2 separate regions of the Podarcis muralis genome follow, and region 1 is linked to region 2. The links are chromatin contacts, called in public Hi-C maps. All regions are on one chromosome and are shown on one strand. The core of a region is the stretch at or near the end of the contact, and the rest is flanking DNA. Distances in the headings are between cores, read along the strand shown.

The links. A called contact is a pair of places that touch in the nucleus more often than the background predicts.
Region 1: a contact with region 2 is called in a Hi-C map of blood, with 5 times the contacts expected there. The contact joins the promoter of COPS8 here to the promoter of DRC11 in region 2. A contact is called at or near these places in 2 of 3 Hi-C or Micro-C datasets (blood and tail).

What each region holds. Positions count from the first base shown.
Region 1 is chr1:131,590,646-131,594,965 of rPodMur119.hap1.1, forward strand. COPS8 (COP9 signalosome subunit 8) reads left to right here and starts at 2,199. Exons shown (of 8, transcript XM_028703490.2): 1 at 2,199-2,365; 2 at 2,713-2,783. The coding sequence starts at 2,279.
Region 2 is chr1:131,355,124-131,359,334 of rPodMur119.hap1.1, forward strand. It overlaps DRC11 (dynein regulatory complex subunit 11), which reads right to left and starts at 2,913. Exons shown (of 18, transcript XM_077918628.1): 1 at 2,638-2,913; 2 at 1,423-1,750; 3 at 1-8. The coding sequence starts at 2,648.

The sequences.
Region 1 (4,320 bases), core at 949-3,448, 230 kb after region 2:
CACAGACCCATGCAGAGCCCATCTACCTGTTCTCACATTTCAGCATTTAATGCAGATCAAGCCTCTTCCGAACTGTACATTATTAATAATAATTTTATTATTTATACCATGCCAATCTGGCTGGGTTTCCCCAGCCACTCTGGGCGGCTTCCGCTACATATAAAAACATAATTGCAACTTTCATTGTTAGAAGGGAACTGCTGCTAAAGAAAGAGTGATCTTGGAAACTATAACTGCTCCATCCATGAGAATTAGCTGGACTTTAGGGGTGGGATTGAACTCTGCACCATGCTGAATGTTCCATCTGCGCAAATATATCAGCTGGTCAGGCAGAAAAACCCCTGCCCACCCACGCACTGTTCTGGGGGTCCTGACACATGCACCCCAACCAAGTAATGGGAAGTGGGGAGCCCCATTGCACAAGCCCTTCTGATAGGGTTCGCTACATGAATCCTGCCCAAGTCTTTTTTTACTGATGATAAGGGGCTTGTGAGTGAGAGCAAGGCTTGCCTGAGAAGGTGGGGCTGGGTTTTTTTTTGGTAATATTTACACATTACCAGAAGCACTGAATTCACAAATGTGTGCCAGGCAGAGTGTGTCACACATACAAAGCCAGGGCATCTTTACTATGGTAAATGTACATGGAAATCTACCTAACTCATGCACCATCAAGGCCACCTGAGCCTCCGGGGACAGTGTAGATTCCAGGAGCACCCCCAAATTGTGAACCTGCTCCTTCCAAGGGAGAGCAATCCTATCCAGGACAGGCTGTCTCCCTACCTCCAGAACATGAGGACTTGTCTTTTCAGGATTCAACATTATTGGTCCATATCCAGGCATGGGCATAGCCAGGATTTTTTTGGGGGGGGGGGCAGAACCTCAGGTTTGTATTGATTTAGGGGGCAGCTGTCCTCCTTAGCTATGCCCTGCATCCAATCCCTCACCACCTCCGAGCAGTGGTCTAAAACCTCAGTTGCCTCTCCTGATTCAGTCTGAACAGAGAGATGGAGCTGGTTGTCACCAGCATTTTAGCACCACTTCACTCCAAATCTCCTAATGACAGTTCCCAGAGGCTTCCTTTGGATGTTACCTAGCATGGGGGCCAAGATGGAGCCCTGTGGGACACCCCAGGATAATTCCCAGGAGCCCTTTAGGACAGTGCCCCCCCCCAATCCACACCCTCCTGAGGCACCACTGAAGTACCGGTATCCTCCAGTTGCCCACAGTTCCAAAAACTCCTCTTAACTTTCTCCTGGCAAATGTCCTCTTTTTTAAATGATTTTTTATTGAGTTTTTGATGATTTTATACATATAAAACAAAACCATTTCAAACATTAAAATACAAGGTTCTTTCAAACTTTCGAACCTCCTTCCCTCCATGGGTTCCATATTTAGATTTAAGTTTACTGCATCTTTTACCCTTATCCATCTAACATATAACCATAATTACCACAAATAATTCCACATTACAAGTGTCATTTACATCCCTGCCAAAGATTTTAACTGTTTACTGTGGTGTTTTAAATAAATCACTAATTTACTCCAGTCTTTAGAAAATCCTTGATCTTCCTGGTTTCAGAGCTTCCCCGTCACTTTCGCCATCTCTGCATAGTCCATCGGTTTCACCTGCCATTCTTCTTTCGTTGGTGCTTCTCCTTCCTTCTGTCTCTGGGCTACTAGCATTCTCCCTGCCGTCGTTGCAGACATAAAAAGTCTTTTATCCTCTCTTGGTATCTCTTCACCTATTATACCAAAGAGGCTTCTGGTTTTGGGACAAATGTATTTTTTAACAAAATATTAAAAATACAATAGAACATCAAACATTGAAAACTTCCCTAAACAGGGCTGCTCAGAGCAGGTGCTCCCGAGGGACTTGCTCCAACGGGTGGCATCCAGCTCTGTCCGAATCTGACCCATTTTGTCCCTAAAGGCCTCACCAAGTTGCCATAGCAGTCTTCCAAGGATGTCCGAGCAATTCCGTAGGGCGCCTCTTGCCTTTCTGAGTCCCGGGGTGGCCAGGGACTACAGCTCCCATCATGCCCCCTGGCGGCTCTCCTCGCCTGGGGATGGAGAGCCGCCAGGGGGGATGATGGGAGTTGTAGGCTGCGAGAGGCTTCTCTGCTTTCCTATCTCTGTGGCGTCTTCCCCTATTATGCGCTGGTGACGTCAATCCTGTGGGCCGGAAGCGGAAGCCGAGGGAGAGCGGCGAGAGCGCCCGCCTGCGCGCCTTGGAGGACCCGTCCCTCCGCCTGGGCTGGAGCCGGCGCCGGGCGCGAAGATGCCAGTGGCGGTGATGGCGGCGGCGGCGAGCGGCGCCCTCGGCTACCGGAAGCTGCTGGAGCAGTGCGAGACGCAGGAGCTGGAGGTGTGTGGGGCGGGGGGGGGGGCGGTTTACCTGAGGCTGCTTCCCCCCCCCGCCTCCCTCTCGGCCCTCCTCCCGCCAGGCGCCTGGGGGGCTCCTTGGCGAGGCCTCTCTCTGCGCGGGGGCTGAAGTTGCGCAGCCCAGACGCAGGAGAAGCTCCTCTTCGGGGGGCGAAACAGAGACGGCGAAGAACCCGAGACATGAACTGGTTAAAACAGAGGCAGCCGCTGGGATCAAGGGATTCAAACAGCCTTGCGGGGGGGCTGGCAGAAATAGATGCTGTTCTTCCTACCATGTAATCACTCAGTTGCCATTAATTCTGTAAACCGCTTTTATTTTTATTTTTTTAGGCCCCTGGAGGAATAGCAACACCGCCCGTTTATGCGCAACTCCTAGCTTTGTACCTTTTGCATAATGACATGTAAGTAAAAATTATTTTCGATCTACCTCTAATACCTGGATTTGAGAAGAAGTGTGTCTTTGAAAGCAGCTGCTGCTAGAGCAGTGTTTCCCAACCTTGGGCCTCCAGCTGTTTTTGAACTACAATTCCCATCATCCCTGACCACTGGTCTTGCTAGCTAGGGATGATGGGAGTTGTAGTCCAAAAACAGCTGGAGGCCCAAGGTTGGGAAACACTGTGCTAGAGGATCACGCTGAGATTTGCTTATTTAATTCTTCAGTACTTTCATGTATCAGGTGGAGATGGGTAATGCTTGTGAAATTGGAAGAGTTTACAAAACAGGCGCGCAAAAGGAGGCTTATTTGTTTTGTTTTGCTTTGTTTCTCTCTCACGCACCCTTCCTCCCAAAGGAACACATGGCAACAATCATCAGAACTGTTGAGACAATACAATTTAAAATTAAAAAAATGCATCTAAAGGCAATCACATACATTGTAGATACTAATTCCAAGTTGGCCACTGTCAGTATCTTTCAGTCCTCAAATGCCTGGGTAAACAGAAAATTTTACTTGACGTTCTTTATTGATACTGTTTTAAACAAGAGCGTGGCACAGCAATAGTGAAACACTTTGAAGTTCTCTTGTTTTCAGTGAGGGAATTGCACATGTTTTAACCTTTACCTTCAGAATCAGAGGGATTTTTTGGAAGAGTAATCATTTTGATCATGGCTATTTTCTCTGAGAGAGTGAAGTTGGTGTTGCTCCATCTCTTTAGGTCTTTGTTGATTTGCCACAACAAGGAATTGTAGTTGTTGAGGTATAATTTGTTGAGGTTTCTGTTTATTTGTACCCCATGGTATCTGAACTTGGTGCCACTAAGTTTTATCTTGGTGATGTTGGCAAATTCTTTTTGTGTGTGAGGGGGCGTGTTGAAGCACGTAACTTCCAACTTTGCAAAATTTACCTGTAGGCTCGACCCCACTCACACGTGAAAACAAAGTTCACCACAGCCAATCGCAAACAAGCAACCGCACCCTAGGCCAACCCCAACATCTCTCACCACCAAAGCTTTGCCACCTGACTCCACCTCCGCTCCACCTGTTTCCCCCCCTTTTTTCCTAATGTAGCACTAATGTCTCAGCAAATGAAACCGATCTGTAGAAAATGTACAGTGAGGGGGAAAAGTACAGTGGTACCTCAGGTTAAGAACTTAATTTGTTCTGGAGGTCCGTTCTTAACCTGAAACTGTTCTTAACCTGAAGCACCACTTTAGCTAATGGGGTCTCCTGCTGCCGCCACATGATTTCTGTTCTCATCCTGAAGCAAAGTTCTTAACCCGAGGTAATACTTCTGGGTTAGCGGAGTTTGTAACCTGAAGCGTCTGTAATCCGAGGTACCACTGTATTTGATCCCCTGCTAAATTTGCCTGTTTGCCCTCTGACAAAGAAATGACCAGTCCATAATTTTAATGGTAGGTTTATTGTAACTGTGAGAGACAGGATAACAACAGGAAAACCCCCAGAAACCCAGAAGGCAAAAGTCAGAGACTGATGTGCATT
Region 2 (4,211 bases), core at 1,663-4,162:
ATGTTTTCCTATTGGAGAGGAAAAGTTAATTTTGTAAATCATGCTGGTCATTCAATGAATACAATTTCTCTACAAAACAGTCAAAAGTGCCCAATTAAACATGCATTTCTGGGAATGCTGAATTATGGATGTGCATAAAAGTTGCTATTATTCTGCAATTGTCTTAACTTATTTCAGCAATATATAATCCCAATGAAGGGATTCCTGAATCTGGTTATGTTGCCTTTCAGTTGTCTTATACTGAGAGCTCGTCTATGAAATGGGTTATAAATCAACAAGATAATGTGATATATGAACACTTGAAGATGCTAATAAAAGCACAAAAGGTACTGCATCAGGCTGCAGTACAGAAGATAGCGGTTGAGTGTACTTATTCATTACTAATTATTGCATAAGAAATCCTTAAGTGCAACCCACTGTTGGAAAGAGCAACTTATATTAACATAATAGGCTGTAGAATGCCAAAGCTGTATTATTTATATTTGAACATCACTCACAAATACTATCTTAGTAATCTGCCTTTACAGGTAAAATAAGAGAATGCTATAACTTCAATATGTTGTCTAGAAATTAGCTATACAATTTCTTTAATGTGTTGTATTTCTTGCTTGGATAAAGTGCTTACACGGATCAGGGCTAGCCAAAGACACAGATGTGGGTATTTCTGCATGTGGGAGAAGAATGAGACATTTATGGCTTGCTAACCTTTAGCACAGGAGATGCACCACTGATAGGCTATTTTCCCTCAAACCACCCTGGTGAAAGAGTCTTTGGAAAACTGCTTTTGGAACTTAGGGGTTCTCAAGGAGCAATTTGAAGGTTCTCAGTAGCCATCTTTTGTAAAGGTAGCTTTGTGTGAAAAATGTAAACATAGCTTATGTGCCGAATTTACAGTTTAACATCTTTTTTTAAATGAAAGTTTGATGCAGTTCATGATGTGGGCAACAGGTGGAGCTGTATGAGAGAAATAAATTAAATCCGTGATTCTCAATGAGGCTTGCTGGGGTATTATCAGCTCCCCCCCCCCCCCAACTCACTGAAGCCCAGTTTTTGTATGTGTTCCTTGATTATAGGTGAAGGTGATATGTCTCCGCTTAGGTCCATCCTTACTATCTTCTTTGCACTTGGTAGCCAGGGCTTAGATTTAACCTGCTGTGGGTTGGAGCAGCTTTTTGCATTTCTATGGTGAAACTGAAAAAAACTCACATACTATAGTTGAAAAATGGAAATGGAATAACAGTTCAAGAACCAAGTATTCAATGGAGTGGGGCTCTTTGAATTTTTTTTCATGTGATTTTTACAACTGAGAACAATTGGACAGCTATATTAAGATGCACAAAAGTCAGTTATTTAAAGAAAACAAACAGTTATTTAGGATTTGATTCTACAATATGAAAAACAACATGAAGGGACTATACTTACAGGAGCCAGCTTAAGATCTTGTAAAATGTCATCAAAGTAATGATATTCTGACAACTCCAGCTCCACCATTTCATTCTTTAACTCCAAAATACGACCCATTACTCCATCAAGCATTTGCCGAATAATTAAACGCTTTTGTGGGTGAACAATCTGGTCATAAGCAGCTTCCAAATTGCGAAATATCTGCACATACTTGACGTAGAAAGTGCCTAGCATTTGAAATACCACTTGGCGATCTTTCAATGGTTTGTGGGATTTCTCTTCTATCTCCTTCTGTAACAGGCAGTTGAGGGACTCCTGGGCTTCCGCCCACATTTTATTGTACGTGCTAATAAAGTGGGTTGGGGAAGAGAACACTTTAGTACATACAAAGAGAACGAAGTAAAATATAGCAAATAGTGCAACCCTATTCATGTCTACTTAGAAGTAAGCAGCACCAAGTCTAAGGTTACCAGATATTTTTCAATGAATCCGGGGACACTTTTCAGCTTCAATGGATTTTGTATGGGGACTGACTTGTAAATCTGGGGACTGTCCCCAGGAAACGGTGACGTCTGGTAACCTTAACCAAGTCCGATGGGATCCACAGGTACTTACATTTAACCAATGTTGAATGGGATTACCGCCCCCCACCCCCGAAAATGCAGGGTCTGTGGCTTAGTGGTATTTTTTTGGACCTAGCTTTGACCCTGGATGCCCAAGAGTCAGCTGCAGCCAGAGGGCCTTGGCGCACCTGAAATGGGTGTGCCAATGACACCTGTTTCTGGAGGAAGCAGATCTTGATTATCGCATTGCACTTTACATAAGGGGTGCATTTGGGCAACTCCCTGGTCCAGAATGTTAACGGGGGAAACTTTTCAGAGCATGGCTCGCCTAATGGAACAGCTGCACCGGCTTCAAAGTTGGTTCTAGGCAGAATTCAGAGTATTTGTGATGACGACGTTTAAAGGCCAAAGTAATTTCGGATTGCCTTCTTCCGTACAAAGCGACCCAGCTATTCGGATCATCTCCAAGGAGCACTTGAGCTCCTGAACCGTATTGTAATATGTGCACCATGGGGAGAGTTTTCCCTTGGGTTTAACCAGAGGCTGAACTCTGCCGGGATCGGGCCCTTCCTTGGAGGCGCCTCTGCTAGGAAAGAGCCCTCTGGGCGCCGAGGAGCGAGCCAGCCTCCTTCTCCTCGCGAGCAAGGCGCCGGGGCAGAGTCGCACTTACTTGTGGGACATGGCGGCGGCGGCGGCGGCCCAGACTTCCCTTCCTGGCGGGGTGGACGAAGAGGGGCGCCGCCGGACCCTGTTCCTAGAGGGGGGCGGTGTCTTGTTAGAAGGCTCTTTCAGCCCGAAGCCAAGCCGCCCCCGCCGGGCTCCGTGTTTTGCACGGCGACACCCGCAGCCTCCTCCTCCTCCTCCTGCTCCAGGCGCTGCTTAGCAACGGGGCGCCAGGCCCAGCCAGGCCCGCGGCGGAGGCGCCCCGGGAGGTTGCTATGGGAACACCCGGAGGCGGGGGGGGGGGCGAGGGCGGCCCGCGGGGCAGCAGCGCAGGGCCACGTGGTGCCTGGGGAGGGGGGGAGGGAGGCTGTCTCCGGTCCCCCCCCCCCGGGCTGCCTACCTGCCCTCCTGCTGCTGCTGCTATGCGTCCCCCCCCCCCCCATACTAAGGCAGAAGAGCAAGGGGGTGATGGGTTGGCCTTGCTGCCCTCCTCGCCTTTATCAAGCGTTTTGTGTTTTTATTTTGTGTTTCTATGCTGTGCACCGCCCTGTGTACATATGTCATAACTAAACAATCTTTATGATTAATTAAATTTGTATACCGCCGGAGGGTATACATCCGTAGATCTCACAGCATGGAAATACAAGATAAAAACACCAAAGTACGTAATAAAAACAAGAATAGTAAAAAACTAACTAACCAATAACTTCTCTCCCCCCCCCCCCCACTCCCAAAACCACATTTAAAAGGGTATAAAGGTAAAGGGACCCCTGAGCGTTAGGTCCAGTTGCGGACAACTCTGGGGTTGCGCGCTCATCTCACTTTAAAGGCTGAGGGAAACAGCATTTGTCCACAGACAGCTTCTGGGTCATGCTCTGACGAAACTACAGCAGCGCACGGAAATGCCATTTAGCTTCCCGCCAGAGTGGTACTTATCTATCTACTTGCACTAGTGTGCTTTTGAACTGCTAGATTGGCAGAAGCTGGGATAGAGCAACAGGAGCTCACCCCACCATGCAGATTCAAACCATTAATCTTCTGATCGGCAAGCCCAAGAGGCTCAGTGGTTTAACCCACAGCACCACCCACGTCCCTTAAAAGGGTATAAAAGGTAAAGGTACCCCTGCCCGTACGGGCCAGTCTTGACAGACTCTAGGGTTGTGCGCCCATCTCACTCTATAGGCCGGGGGCCAGCGCTGTCCGCAGAACTTCCGGGTCACGTGGCCAGCGTGACAAAGCTGCATCTGGCGAGCCAGAGCCGCACACGGAAACGCCGTTTACCTTCCCGCTAGTAAGCGGTCCCTATTTATCTACTTGCACCCAGGGGTGCTTTCGAACTGCTAGGTTGGCAGGCGCTGGGACCGAGCAACAGGAGCGCACCCCGCCACGGGGATTCGAACCGCTGACCTTTCGATCGGCAAGTCCTAGGCGCTGAGGCTTTTACCCACAGCGCCACCCGCGTCCCGCAATAGGAGGACGTTAATAAAAGACAGGGTGGTGCTGGATGGGGGGGGCAGCATGTGTCCCCCAAACAAGGAGCTGGCCCACCAACACCCCCACACACCCTAATTGCTGCACTCC